Linked DNA regions of Mus musculus: region 1 is linked to region 2. Evidence: chromatin contacts called from public Hi-C data. All regions are on one chromosome and are shown on one strand. Each heading gives the region's core, a stretch centred on a gene start, on an enhancer-like site or on the middle of the called end of the contact. The rest is flanking DNA. Distances are from core to core; before and after follow the strand shown. Region 1 has its middle 34 kb from the start of Gm25256. Region 2 holds the start of Ifngr1 (interferon gamma receptor 1).

What was found. A called contact is a pair of places that touch in the nucleus more often than the background predicts.
Region 1: a Hi-C map of the HPC-7 cell line shows a contact between it and region 2, with 2.7 times the contacts expected there. The contact joins the enhancer-like site here to the promoter of Ifngr1 in region 2. A contact is called at or near these places in 2 of 484 Hi-C or Micro-C datasets (the HPC-7 cell line and the N1E-115 cell line) and 2 of 9 other capture datasets (adipose tissue and pancreatic islet).

What each region holds. Positions count from the first base shown.
Region 1 is chr10:19,814,030-19,820,089 of GRCm38.p6, forward strand. No RefSeq gene overlaps it. Among named protein-coding and RNA genes, the nearest start is that of Gm25256, 34 kb to the left of the region's middle. Within about 2 kb of position 1,567, at least 43 of the 459 cell types and tissues checked have an H3K27ac peak or open chromatin away from gene starts, as enhancers often do. A contact at or near this core is called in the HPC-7 cell line and the N1E-115 cell line, where this site is marked.
Region 2 is chr10:19,590,295-19,596,017 of GRCm38.p6, forward strand. Ifngr1 (interferon gamma receptor 1) reads left to right here and starts at 1,655. Exons shown (of 7, transcript NM_010511.3): 1 at 1,655-1,903. The coding sequence starts at 1,792.

The sequences.
Region 1 (6,060 bases), core at 317-2,816, 220 kb after region 2:
GGTCATCATGGGCCCCAGATACCTCGTCCAACTGCCTATATCTTCCACATCTCTCTAGTAAGAGGACATTTAATCTTCCAATCATCACTAAGCTATTGGAGTTCAGTTCCCTGTGAGAGCACCATGCTCATAAGGAACTTGCGTACCCCCTCTCCGGTGAGCCTGGCTGCTGCTTGCACATTTCAGGAGGCTCAGTTCCAAACCTTGGTGGTGGAGGGATGGATAATTAGTTTCCTTTGTCCCTATTTGGAATGTGCTAGTAGACAGGCAGACAGACAGACAGGCACGCAGGCAGATGAGGGGGAAGGAAGAGAGGGAAGGAAGAAGAGTAAGGGAGAGAGAGTTATGTTTTTCCCCCCTGGGGATCAGGAAGGAAGCACAGATGTGAGGGGAAGAAGAGACTGCCGCCTTAACTTTTCTGAGTTACGTGGGTAACAGTAACTACCTTCTTCTCCTAAAAATCTTTATCTCCTCACTTATGAAAGAAAGAGTTTACTAAAGTCCCTTCTATCCTTCAGATTCCCTGTCTTGGAACATCCTCACAGTTTGGAGGTGACACGTGGATTGGGGGTAGGGGTGGGTATTCGAATTTGTCTGGCAAATATTTTATGTCCTCTTTGTGAATTTCCTGCAAGTTTGAACTGATCTGAGCTGCCAATTATAATGTTATTTGGTAGGAAGCTGCGATCTATTTAGACCCATCTCAGTTCCCAGTGAGAGAAAATTTGTACAACAGCAGCAGCCTGTTAAGTTCAGTTTCAAATAATCACACTGTCTTTGAGATAGATAAGAGGGTAGCTGGGTGGGCAAACAAAGAAAGCAGAGTGGACAGGCATCTTTGCTGTCTAGCTTTAGGTATAATTCACTGCGGGCACCAAGGAAATTAAGTGGCAGGTGTACATCTTTCAGCAATTATAGGATTGGACGTTGTCCCAGTTCTAAGAGCAGGTGCCTGGTGAGGTCTGTAGCCTGAGTCCACGTAGGCAGGGCTCTCTGTTTGCCATCTTTTCAAAGGGCTCAGTGGTATTTTTATTAAACTGCCCCCTTTCCACTGACACATCAGAAGCAGTATACTGGCCTTGCTAAGGGAGCAACAATGTTTAGGACTAATGACAAGAGTAGTCCCTGGTGATAGATACATTTCCCTCCCCACCCCACCCCCCAAAAAAAGATCTAGGAATTCACAGAGAGTTCCAAAAACCCCAAAGTCTATTTTCTTCTTATAAAATATTTCCTGAAAATAAATACACAGACACAACCACCGCACATACTCCAGGCCACTGTCAAAGTAGGTGGATTTTAAGATTCTTAAGAGCAATGATAAATGATGGACATTCCCACGGGGACATTTTTATCTGGTTCTCTTTTGAGGGCAGCGTTCCGTTAATTCTGTGAAGTGGTTGCCTTGTCTGGTTGTTCCCAGATCATACAGGAAACCCCCGTCAAGCAAAGCTCACGTTAGGACGAGAAGCTCAGACAGAAGCTTCCTCACGGCCCCTCAGCCCTGGCTCAACTGAGGCCTCAGCTGTCAACACTACCTTGTGACTGTCACTTTGCAGGCCACTTCCTGCAGCTGCCATCTGGCTGATTAGAAGGGCAAAAGGCCTCTGGTGACAAGCCCTCAGGACACGTCTCCAACCCTTTAGGAAACAGAAGGACAGGCAGGACTCTAATTAGAGACCTAGGGGCCACTAATAAATAGTTGGAGCAGCCTTCAAGAGAAGAACTCTCGCATCTGAGGACCAGAGCTCCTTGTGCATCATTTTCCACATCTCTGCCAGCACCTGCCCATCATCTCTAGTCTGGCCTATCCTTGTCTGCCTTTCCTTTCTTTTTCATTCTATTTAACTATGAATCTGAGTATTGAGCCCACAGCTCTGTTGTTAAGAATGTCTCCTCCTGTATCAGACCTTTGTGTTGTCTGCTTATATCTATCAGATACCAGATATGGAGCTAAATGCTGGCAATTCAAAGGCTGCAAGCAGTGACACCCCTCTTTTAAAAGTACTTACAGCCAAGATGATCCCATATCTTGTTCCATATCGATCCATTTCCCCTCAGTTTGCTTAGGGCACTGGCTAAGACTTTAGGCTCTGAGCCCAGAGCTAACGTACATTTGACCCCAGCTTCACCCTCCGCATTCTGCATTTCTTGTCTTCACTCATATACCAAGCAACTTACTCAGAACCCAGCAACTTTTAAGACGTCTTACAATGAGAAAGGGAGTAGACGCCATCAATCAGTCTGACTTCATGCACTAAGACACTATGCTATGTTTCTTCCCCAAATTTTGCCAGCCTTTCTCACTTAAAAATATAACACAGAGCTGGGCCGTAGTTCGAGAGTACAGCACATGGCTAGCATCCCTGAGTTCAGTCCCCAGCATTGGGAAAAAAAGAATGTTGAATATATATGTAAATCTTTCATGTATTTAATATGCATGTACATAATTATGTTTAATAATCTTAGTAGTATTCTATCAATACCCATTCACATAAATGTAAGAATATTTACAAATAAATACATTTCTCAACTGTTGAGTTTATAGATTTAACCAACCTCCTGGCTTAATTTTTTTTTCAGTTTCTTACTATTATAAACAACTGTTACCATTATCCTTACAAACACAGGGATATTATGACTATAATTTTTGGGGATCACCCCTTTCAAGGCAAAAACCCTCTTCCTTCTTTAATACTCTAATGCACTGCTTCTCAACCTATGGGTCTCGAACCCTTTGGAGGTCAAAGGGGTTGCATATCGGATATCCTGCACACCAGATGATTACATTACGATTCACAACAGTAGCAAAATCACAGTTCTAAGGTTGGGTCACCACAAGAGAAACTGTATTAAAGGGTCATAGTATTAGGATGGTTGAGAACCACTGGTCTAGAGGCTGATCCTAACGCGCTCCAGGAACCTCCAGTCAGCGTGAACTTCTGATTCTTCCGGACCTTTCCCAACACTCAAAATGGTTTTGTCATTTTGAGAAATGAAAGCTTTTTTAAAAGTATATACACATATTACTCTATGAACATTTCTTTATTAATTAGCTCCCATTTATAATTTGATTTCTTTTTGAAAATAGATTTTCCCTGATGTCTAATGGAGTATTAGAATTTTCCTTGTTGACTGTAATGTCTTTCCTATATACTAACATTAACCTTTTGTCTGAATTGAAATGTTTTCATTAACTTTTAATGGTGAGGAGTTTTGCCACCTTAAAATTCACATATCTGTCTACTTATAGACGAGCCATCAACTCCCAGAGAGTGAATTCATTCACTTTCTTGGCTTCTAGTCCTTCTAAAAAGTCATTTTTAAAACTAAGCGTTCCACACAACCAACACCAATGTGTTAGAAACAGCTGCCATGAGTAAAGGAAGAAATATGTTGTAAGGAAAGAATATAAAGATATTACTGTTGAAGGACCTCGACTTTCAGAATCGTAATTTTATTGTAAGTTTGAAGATAGGGAAAAGCAAACTGATGAACGATTCACAAACGTGGTGTGGACCCACGGAGCAATTGAAAGACGCTCCTGCATCCCAGCATTACAACTGAGCAAACAGAACTGAGCCACGCCATCTGGCTCTACAGCAGTCAATTTCTCTGAAAACCAAGACTCTTAACCAAACTGTTGTGGCGTACGTCGTTAATATAAGCATTCTGGGAGTAGAGAAAGATAAGAAGTTCAAGGTCGGTCCTGCCTTACAGGACGTGCTGGGACAAAAATAGACCAGAAACTGAGGGAATAACCAACTAAAAACTGCCCCAAACTGAGACCCATACCACGGGCAAGAACCATTAATGATGTTTCGTTATGCTTGCAGAAAGAAACCTAGCATAACTGTCTTCTGAGAGGCCCCCACCCAGAAGCCAATGGAATGAGATGCAGACTCTCGGGGAATCTTACAGAAGAGCTGGGAGAAGATTTAGGGACCGGAAGAGTACAGGGACTCCACAGAGTCAACTACCTGGACCCTTGGAGGCTCCCAGAGACTGAATCACCAACCAAAGAGTGAGCATAGGTCTCAACCTAAGCCCCTGCACATTCGATGTTCCCCCAAACAACTGCAGCAGGTGCTGCCTGGCTGTGGATCCCGCACTCCTAATGGACAGCCATGTCTGACCTCAGTGAAAGAGGGTGCGATTAGTCCTGCAGCGACTTGATGTGTGTGGGGTGACACCCAGAGGGGGGCTTCTCCTTCTCAGAAGAGAGAAGGGGAAGGGGAAAGAGAGAAGGGGGAAGCTTTGCATGAGAGAGTGCTGGGAGAAGAGGAAGGGTTGTAATGGGGATAAATAAATGAATTTAATAATATTTTTTAAAAAAGAAGTTCAAAGTGATCCTTTGATATAGCAGCCTTAATTTGGGCATTTTGATGACATTGTCGCTATGGTGGCATCTCACTGCTTTGGCTCTGGAAAGCTAATGTGGCCCGCCTACTGAAAAATGAAAATTCCAGGCCAGCGGGGAGTGGGGGGAGGGGCGAACATTTTCTTTTCCCACTTTTTTTCCCTCTTCTCCTCCTTCCTAGTATTTTCTCATTTCCTAGTTCATGTAGCAATGCTAGGGGCACAGGAATAACTTGCAGGGTGAGGGAAGAAGGTGGCTTGCTCCGGGGAACAGGTGAGGACGGTGGGTGGGATCAATGGGGTCAAGAGGATTGGGCGGCGATGGAGTCTCCACGCCCCCACTATACCATTCTTCATTCAAAGCACTCATATTCAAAAAAGCGCTCAGTATTGCAAGGCAGCTCTTGGCACTGGGACGGGAGCCTCTTCCTGGGCACCGGTCTCCAGGATCTGCCTTGATCTCATGACCAGGTGGCAGGCTAGACCGTCCTGGAATCCTCCCGGAACGCAGTCTGCACCCACCATGCTATAATTAACTCCTTATCGCCTCTGCCAGCTGCCGGCAGCCCACTACCCGACCCCCACTACCAGTAGCCACCGAGGTGGTAGTGATAGACAGAGACAAGATGCCCTTCCCAGTGAGGTCGGGCCGCAGCCCAGAATGCAGGCATTTAATTACCGCCCTCTAGGACTGCTTTTTGATACTATTCCTAGAACCAATTAGCCTGAACCTTTCATTTAAATGCAACTTGAAAATGCACAAACAAATGACTATGGCACTGTATTTTAACGGTTTAAACAACTCCGTTTGTTCAAGTAAAGCCGATAAATAGCTTTCCAGAAATACACAGAAGGGCACTTTGGGGCTGATGAAATGTCTAACAATGACAGCTGTGAAGCCACAAAGGAAGTACCACTTAGGTGGCATTTGCTAATGAGTTGTCTTTGGGAAGAGAAAGGGGAAAGTTGTTAGAATAATGGAAAAGGCTTCTCCCACCCACTTTATGAAATAAGAATCCCCTCCATTATCACTTTGAGGTATGAGCTGGTTGAAGCCGGATGGAAACAGGTGACTTCGCTGAATGAGAGAATGATGTTTCAGAGGCCTCTGATTAAATAGCTATCGTCTACCCAGGAATATCCCAGCATTATGTTATATCACACAATACATTATCTAGGCAGTGTGTGTGTGTGTGTGTGTGTGTGTGTGTGTGTGTGTGTGCGCGCGCTTAAAAGACACAGCAGAATTTCAGCAAAAAGCCACTGAGTGGTTTATTTCAGGGAACACAGTTAAAGGTTATGCTAAAAACTGAGAAACTAATTTTCTTTTTCTTTTCATCTTTGACATCATGTATTCAGAATTAGTTAACAACTGAGTTTCGTGAACTCCGAGTTCAAGCAAAGATTTTCAATTTTAATCTTGTTTTACTTCCATTCTCATTTAGAGATGGTTTTTAAATATTAGTTTAATTGATTTTCCAGCTGGAGCCTAACCCTAACCATGCTGATTTCGAATTACATCTCTTAACTGTGTAAATCCAAAAGCAAACATTTCCCTGAATTAACACAGACCTGTCAATCTGCAAGTGAGTAGACTGACCAGAATCTCAGCCTGCTCCTGAATGACACCGGAAATGATCACATATGTCACCCTAGAAGTCAGCTGCCATGCAAACGAACGGCCAGAAGTTTTGAAGATGA
Region 2 (5,723 bases), core at 405-2,904:
CTTTGGAGCAATGTGTGAGGTTGACATGTCTTCACAATCAGATCTAGCTACCTCTCTTTTATCCCAGAGGTTTATCCCAGAGGTTTATCCCAGCAGCACTTCTCAAGGACTGTTTCCATCACTTCATAATCTGCTTCCTGGTAAGCCAGCCTGGGGCACATGGAGTCTCAACTACAACAAAATCTGCAAGCCGCATGGTGCGGTCTCTCCTACTCTATATTCCTAAACAGCAAAGTACAGTAATTTATCCTTGTGCCATACAATGACCAGAAATGCCTTTCTTGAGGTGCATATCAGATGCACACCCAAACTCTTATTCCAAGTACTCACATCTGTAGCACCAAGGGTGAGACATTTGCTGTGTACCTTTTTCAGAAATGCAGAAAACTGAAGTCTAACCTGAATCATATGTACTGAATCTGAACCTGCACAAGGTCACCAAGATTTATCCTGACGTCAAAGTCTGAGAAATGCTGGGCTATTAGCATAATTAATTCGTTAATTAATCAAGACAAATAACAAGCCTTAGCTGGTAACTCCAAGTCTGCAGAATGTCTTCATAACATTTTGCTTGGAAGACTCAGAGAATGTCATGCCAGTATCTCTCTCTACGGTATAGAGCTTGCATTCTAGGAAGCAGAGAAAATCAAATCAATATGCATATTGTAGGAGGGGGTGCAAATGTGTTATTAAAAATAAAGTGGAGTAAAGAGAAGGGGAGAGTGGGTTGCATTCAAATTCCTTGCAGACATGGTGATAAAAGAGAGCTGAGGCGAGTGAGGCAGCACAAGAGTGTTGTCTATAGTAAGTGCAAGGTCACTAAAGTGAATTTAGGGGAATGAGAGAGATTTAAACTAACCGGTGCGGTCAGAGAGGCAAGAGGGACGATCTCTTGATGAAAGACTACTTAGTGATCCGCCCTTTGACATTTCATCATTAAAATGGGCATGTGCTTTTTGTGGTGGTAGTTTGTTTTTGCTAAGAATAAAGTGCTAGCCAAGCACATTGGATTTGCGTTGTGGGAGTCTGAACAAACTGTCTTGAAAACCAGAAGTTTAAGTTCCGCGGACAAAACTGGTGGGAACTGGAGAAGGATTTTTGTAACTTCTCTAACACCTCAGGCTCCAACACGCCTCATGCTGAGGGATGAGATAAGCATGGTGTCTGGTTGTGGACTGAGGCAAAAATCTCCAACCCCAGGTTACTACATAACCAGAATGAGGAACTGAGGAAGGTAGTGTCAGGCTGAAGAAGGTAAGGTTCCGGTCAGAGTTTCAAACGTATCCACAGTCCAGGTCCTGAATACAGAGAAGAGCCCACAGTTTCAAACCTCAGGCTAGTCCACCCCTTCTCCAACTTAGTGAAACTTCTCCGCCCACGCAGCGCACTGCCTGGCTCCCCAGTCCAGACCTCGCCTATAACCATGTCCTAGTCCACTTTAGACCCGCCAAGACACGCCTCCTTGTATAGACCCCGCCTCACATCCCACCTCTACTCCCAACCTCCAATCAACTCTAAGAGATTGCGTATTGGTCCCGCCTCTCTGGCTAGACCCCCGCCCTGAGTCCGCCCCTGAAGAGCTGCCTTTTAACCCTTTGCCCCGTGAGGCTCCGCCTCCCACTTAAGCCACGCCCCTCAGTCCCAGGCTGGTCTCTCAAGCTTTGGTTTTGGCCCCACCCAGCTCCCCGGCAGGCCGCTTGCGGACTTGGCGACTAGTCTGCGGCGGACGTGACGCCAAGGCCAGGCCACGGGCAGCGCGGGTCCCCTGTCAGAGGTGTCCCTCGCGCAGGAATGGGCCCGCAGGCGGCAGCTGGCAGGATGATTCTGCTGGTGGTCCTGATGCTGTCTGCGAAGGTCGGGAGTGGAGCTTTGACGAGCACTGAGGATCCTGAGCCTCCCTCGGGTAATCTCTCCGAGCCGCTGCGGGCTGGGGCGGGAGGCCAGGCCGGAGGCGCCGGGCTGGGAAGTCCCTGCGTTCCTGCTGCGCCGCCCTGGGCAAGGCAGCCCCAAGGGGCCCCGGGGGCTCCGCGGTTTACACGCCGCTTTCGCCTCTTCTTTGCCGACACAACACAAATCTGTGGTCTGTTTTACAGTTAGTTTCCACGGCAGCGTTTGGCATTGTGTGTATGACTTACAGACTTTATTTTCAATCTGTAGTCGGAATCCTCTGAAGGAAAAGGGGTGCCAACGGATACTAAGAGATTCTGATTTGTTTGTTAGTCTGGCGTTTAAGTGTTGAGATGCAAGGGTTCTTCTCGTAGCTTAAATCCTCAGAGCCTTTGATTTCAAATGATTATATATTCCCAGGACATATATGCTGGGAATAGTTCCTCTTTATGATTAGAGCTCTAGAGACAGCAATAAAACTTTTCATGCCCTTCCAGTCCCTAATCGTAAGTATCTGAGAAGTTCCCAATCTCCAGCTGCTGGAAGGCATGGGGAGACCTCTTTAACTCTCAGGCGAGTTCCAGCTCTGAACCCCTCCTATGGTTTCCAGGAGCTTCAGTTAGGCGTGCAGATTCCAATCCTGCCTTGACCTGATTTTCACAGTAGCTAGGATGTAACCACCTAGATGTCAGATGAAGGAAATGAGGTGCATGTTCAAACTGAAGTTCCACTGAGCTATAGAGAAAAATGAAATCATAATTGCAGAACAGTGGAATCAGAAAAAGTGTTAGTTGTGTTACACAGCCAGATTAAAAAAGACAATTACCATGTTTTCTTATGATAAATCAACCCCAGAGAAGTGTGTGTAGGAAATCATGAGAGGGGAGGAAGAGATCTTGAGGAAGAAGAGTTTAAAACAAGCAAAAGCAGGGTAATAAAACTCATGGGACATTAATGTAGAAGAGAGGACTCTTGGGGGAGGCAGGTGACCAGAAACAGAGAGCCAGGAGCAACTAAGGAATGAATCAGAAGCAATAATGGTATGTATGCAATATGTATGAAAATGTCTTATTAAAATCTTGTGCTTTCATAATTTAAAATTTTAAATTAAATATAGGATGCATGTATGGAAAAAAATTAAGCAAACAAATCCTTAGACATCCCTTAGGATAGACATGGTACCAAGGGCTAGGTAGATGAATTATAGTTATGACTTACTGAATGCTGGGCACTGTCTATTTTCACATAACAGATCTATTTCTACAGTCACCTCTACTAAAAGTGCCACCGGTATCTGCATCCATGGTGAGGCACACGGGGCTGCCCAAGTGGTAGGAGCCACTTACTAGGTGGTAGAGTACAAATTCTTAACCATCCCACTGCCAGCAATTACCAGGGGGAGTCGCCTGTCCCTGTTGTCCATTGAAGTACACTGTGATCAGAGATTGAATTTACTTTCAGGCTGCTGGAAATCAAGACTGGGTACCTAACCTCATTCAGGGGACTCTGGGAAGACTTTTTCAGAGAGATGTAGCTTAGAACCAGAGGCTTAGAGAGAATGTGCTTGCAGGGATATGAAGTGGTATGTTCAACTAGTGGGAGAGTTTTAACAGACTGTGTGGCAGGAGAGAAATAGGAAACCACTGGAATTCTTGTTGTGTATTAATATCAAGGAATGGAAATGGGGCTTTAATTGGCTTAACCCAAAACAGAAGGTTATTGGTTCAGAGAATGAGATACCAGCTTGGCTTCGGGAAGTTGGAACACAAGAAAGCTACCACTGATGAGCAGTGGTTGTGCACACCTTTAATACCAGCACTTAGGAGGCAGGGGTGGTGGATCTCTGAGTTCGAGGCCAGCCTGGCCTACAGAGTGAGTCCCAGGACAGCCAGGGCTTCACAGGGAAACCCCATCTCAAACAAACAAACAAAACTGAAGAAGAAAGGAGGAGGAAGGAGGAAGAGGAAGAGGAGGAGAGAAGGAAGAGGAGGAGGAAGAGGAGGCAGCAGCTACCATGTACCATTTTTTATTTCTAGTTGTCCTGGTTATTGACAGATTCCCTATTTGGCAGGAATGGTGTGTGCTGGTAGCCTTTGGGTTTTAAAATCTTGCAACTTCTTCTGTCACAACAAAAACCCCAGAGGAAGGCTCATTTCCCTAGCTTGGTTGGGTGCCAACCAAGTGGGAAGGACATTGTTGAAAGGTGTGGTGTGGAGGAATTCTCAGAAGGAGAAGCACACTGTTCCTGAACAAAGTTCAGGGCCCAAGCCAGGAATCTAATGTGCCCAGCATGGTTGGTGTCGCTGAGTGGTGTGCAAGGTTAGAGAATGCTAGTTAGAAGTGCCAGGCATCATCATATTGAGTAGTTTAAGGGAGAGAGTCCATTAGGGAGCTCAAGTGTCAGGAGATGCCATGAGGAGTGGCTGTGTAATGGAGGAGAGGGGAAAGCTTGCAGGAATATTGAGGAGGTGGGGTCAGTTGGACTCTGACTGGGTGTGGGTGGAGAGAGGAACACAGCTGCCTGGCCCAGGGCAGAGCCTTAAACCTAGTGCCAGGTACTTCCCTCTACTTTAGATCCTCCTCTGTGTGACCTCATAGTTTGCACCCGCTATGGTAACACCTATGCCCTTCTGTGTTGTACCCCAGCACTTTATAATGCATTTCCTTAGATTTTTGTCGTGTTCCCTCTGCTGTTTTTATTTGTTTGTGTATTCTGTCTTGAAGTGGAATCTCATATGTAGCCCAAACTTGCTTCAAGCTGAGCTCCCTGGTGCAGCTCCCTGAGTGCTGGGATTATTATAGCCCCAGGCCAGAACACCAATTCCTTTTGCTTAAAGTGAAGATTAAAGTGTAAACTTCTGATTCACAGTCTCTACAGATTTTGAAAGATGACATTTTGATTCTAAAACAAACAACATCAACAAAACCTCTTAGAGATTGAAAGCACATAAAAGTTTTTAAAAACTGATATCCAAAACTTAGCAACACACGGCAACAGTGTAAATTTTTACAAACTAGATGAGCAATAAATGGCTTTGTCATAATTGTTCGAATAATGAGAATGAGATTTTGGTCAGAACAAAGTAACTGCTTGAGAGCAAGGAGTTAGTCTGTGTGCAATTTTCTTGTGAAAGGGGAATTTTACTTTAGCTGTCCCAGGGATTCATAATCAAAATGCACAGTATCCATTTTTTCCTGTCCAAGTTACAGATGTTTCTTACTGTAATTTATTATTCTGTTTTTGTACTGTATACAGTTGTGATGGAGCCTTAAAATCTAGCATTATTGCATGAGATAGATGTTTGTGAAATTATCAGAAAACAGTTATTTCCACTTGTACTTTATATGTTGAGCTTACATCCCTCATTTTATTAAACAGTTGCGATGCTGTTTAATTAAAATGAACAAAACGTTGCACACTGTCATCTTTACCTCCCTTCCCTAAAGCTTTGTTTTCTCCTTGATAAAATATGTCCCGTAACTATATGTCATTCCCAGGATGTGCTCAATGTGGGTGTCATCTGAGATGTGCTCTGTGGAGCTTGCTATGTATGAATTACTGTCACTTAACGCACATCATTACTTCAACAAATAGTTTTAAATATTAGAATATTTTAGTTATGTATGAAGATGTGCATTGGCTTTTTGAAAAATTATCTAGATCAATATAAGAAATGTAAAATTCATTCAAGAGCAAACACTCATTTTTCTACAAGTCACATGGTTTTTTTTCTTGTTTTGTCTTGTCTTAAACTGGGGCTGGCTTACAGGGTCAGAGGTTTAGCCTATTATCTTCATGGTGGGAAACATAACAATGTGCAGGCAGACATGGTGCT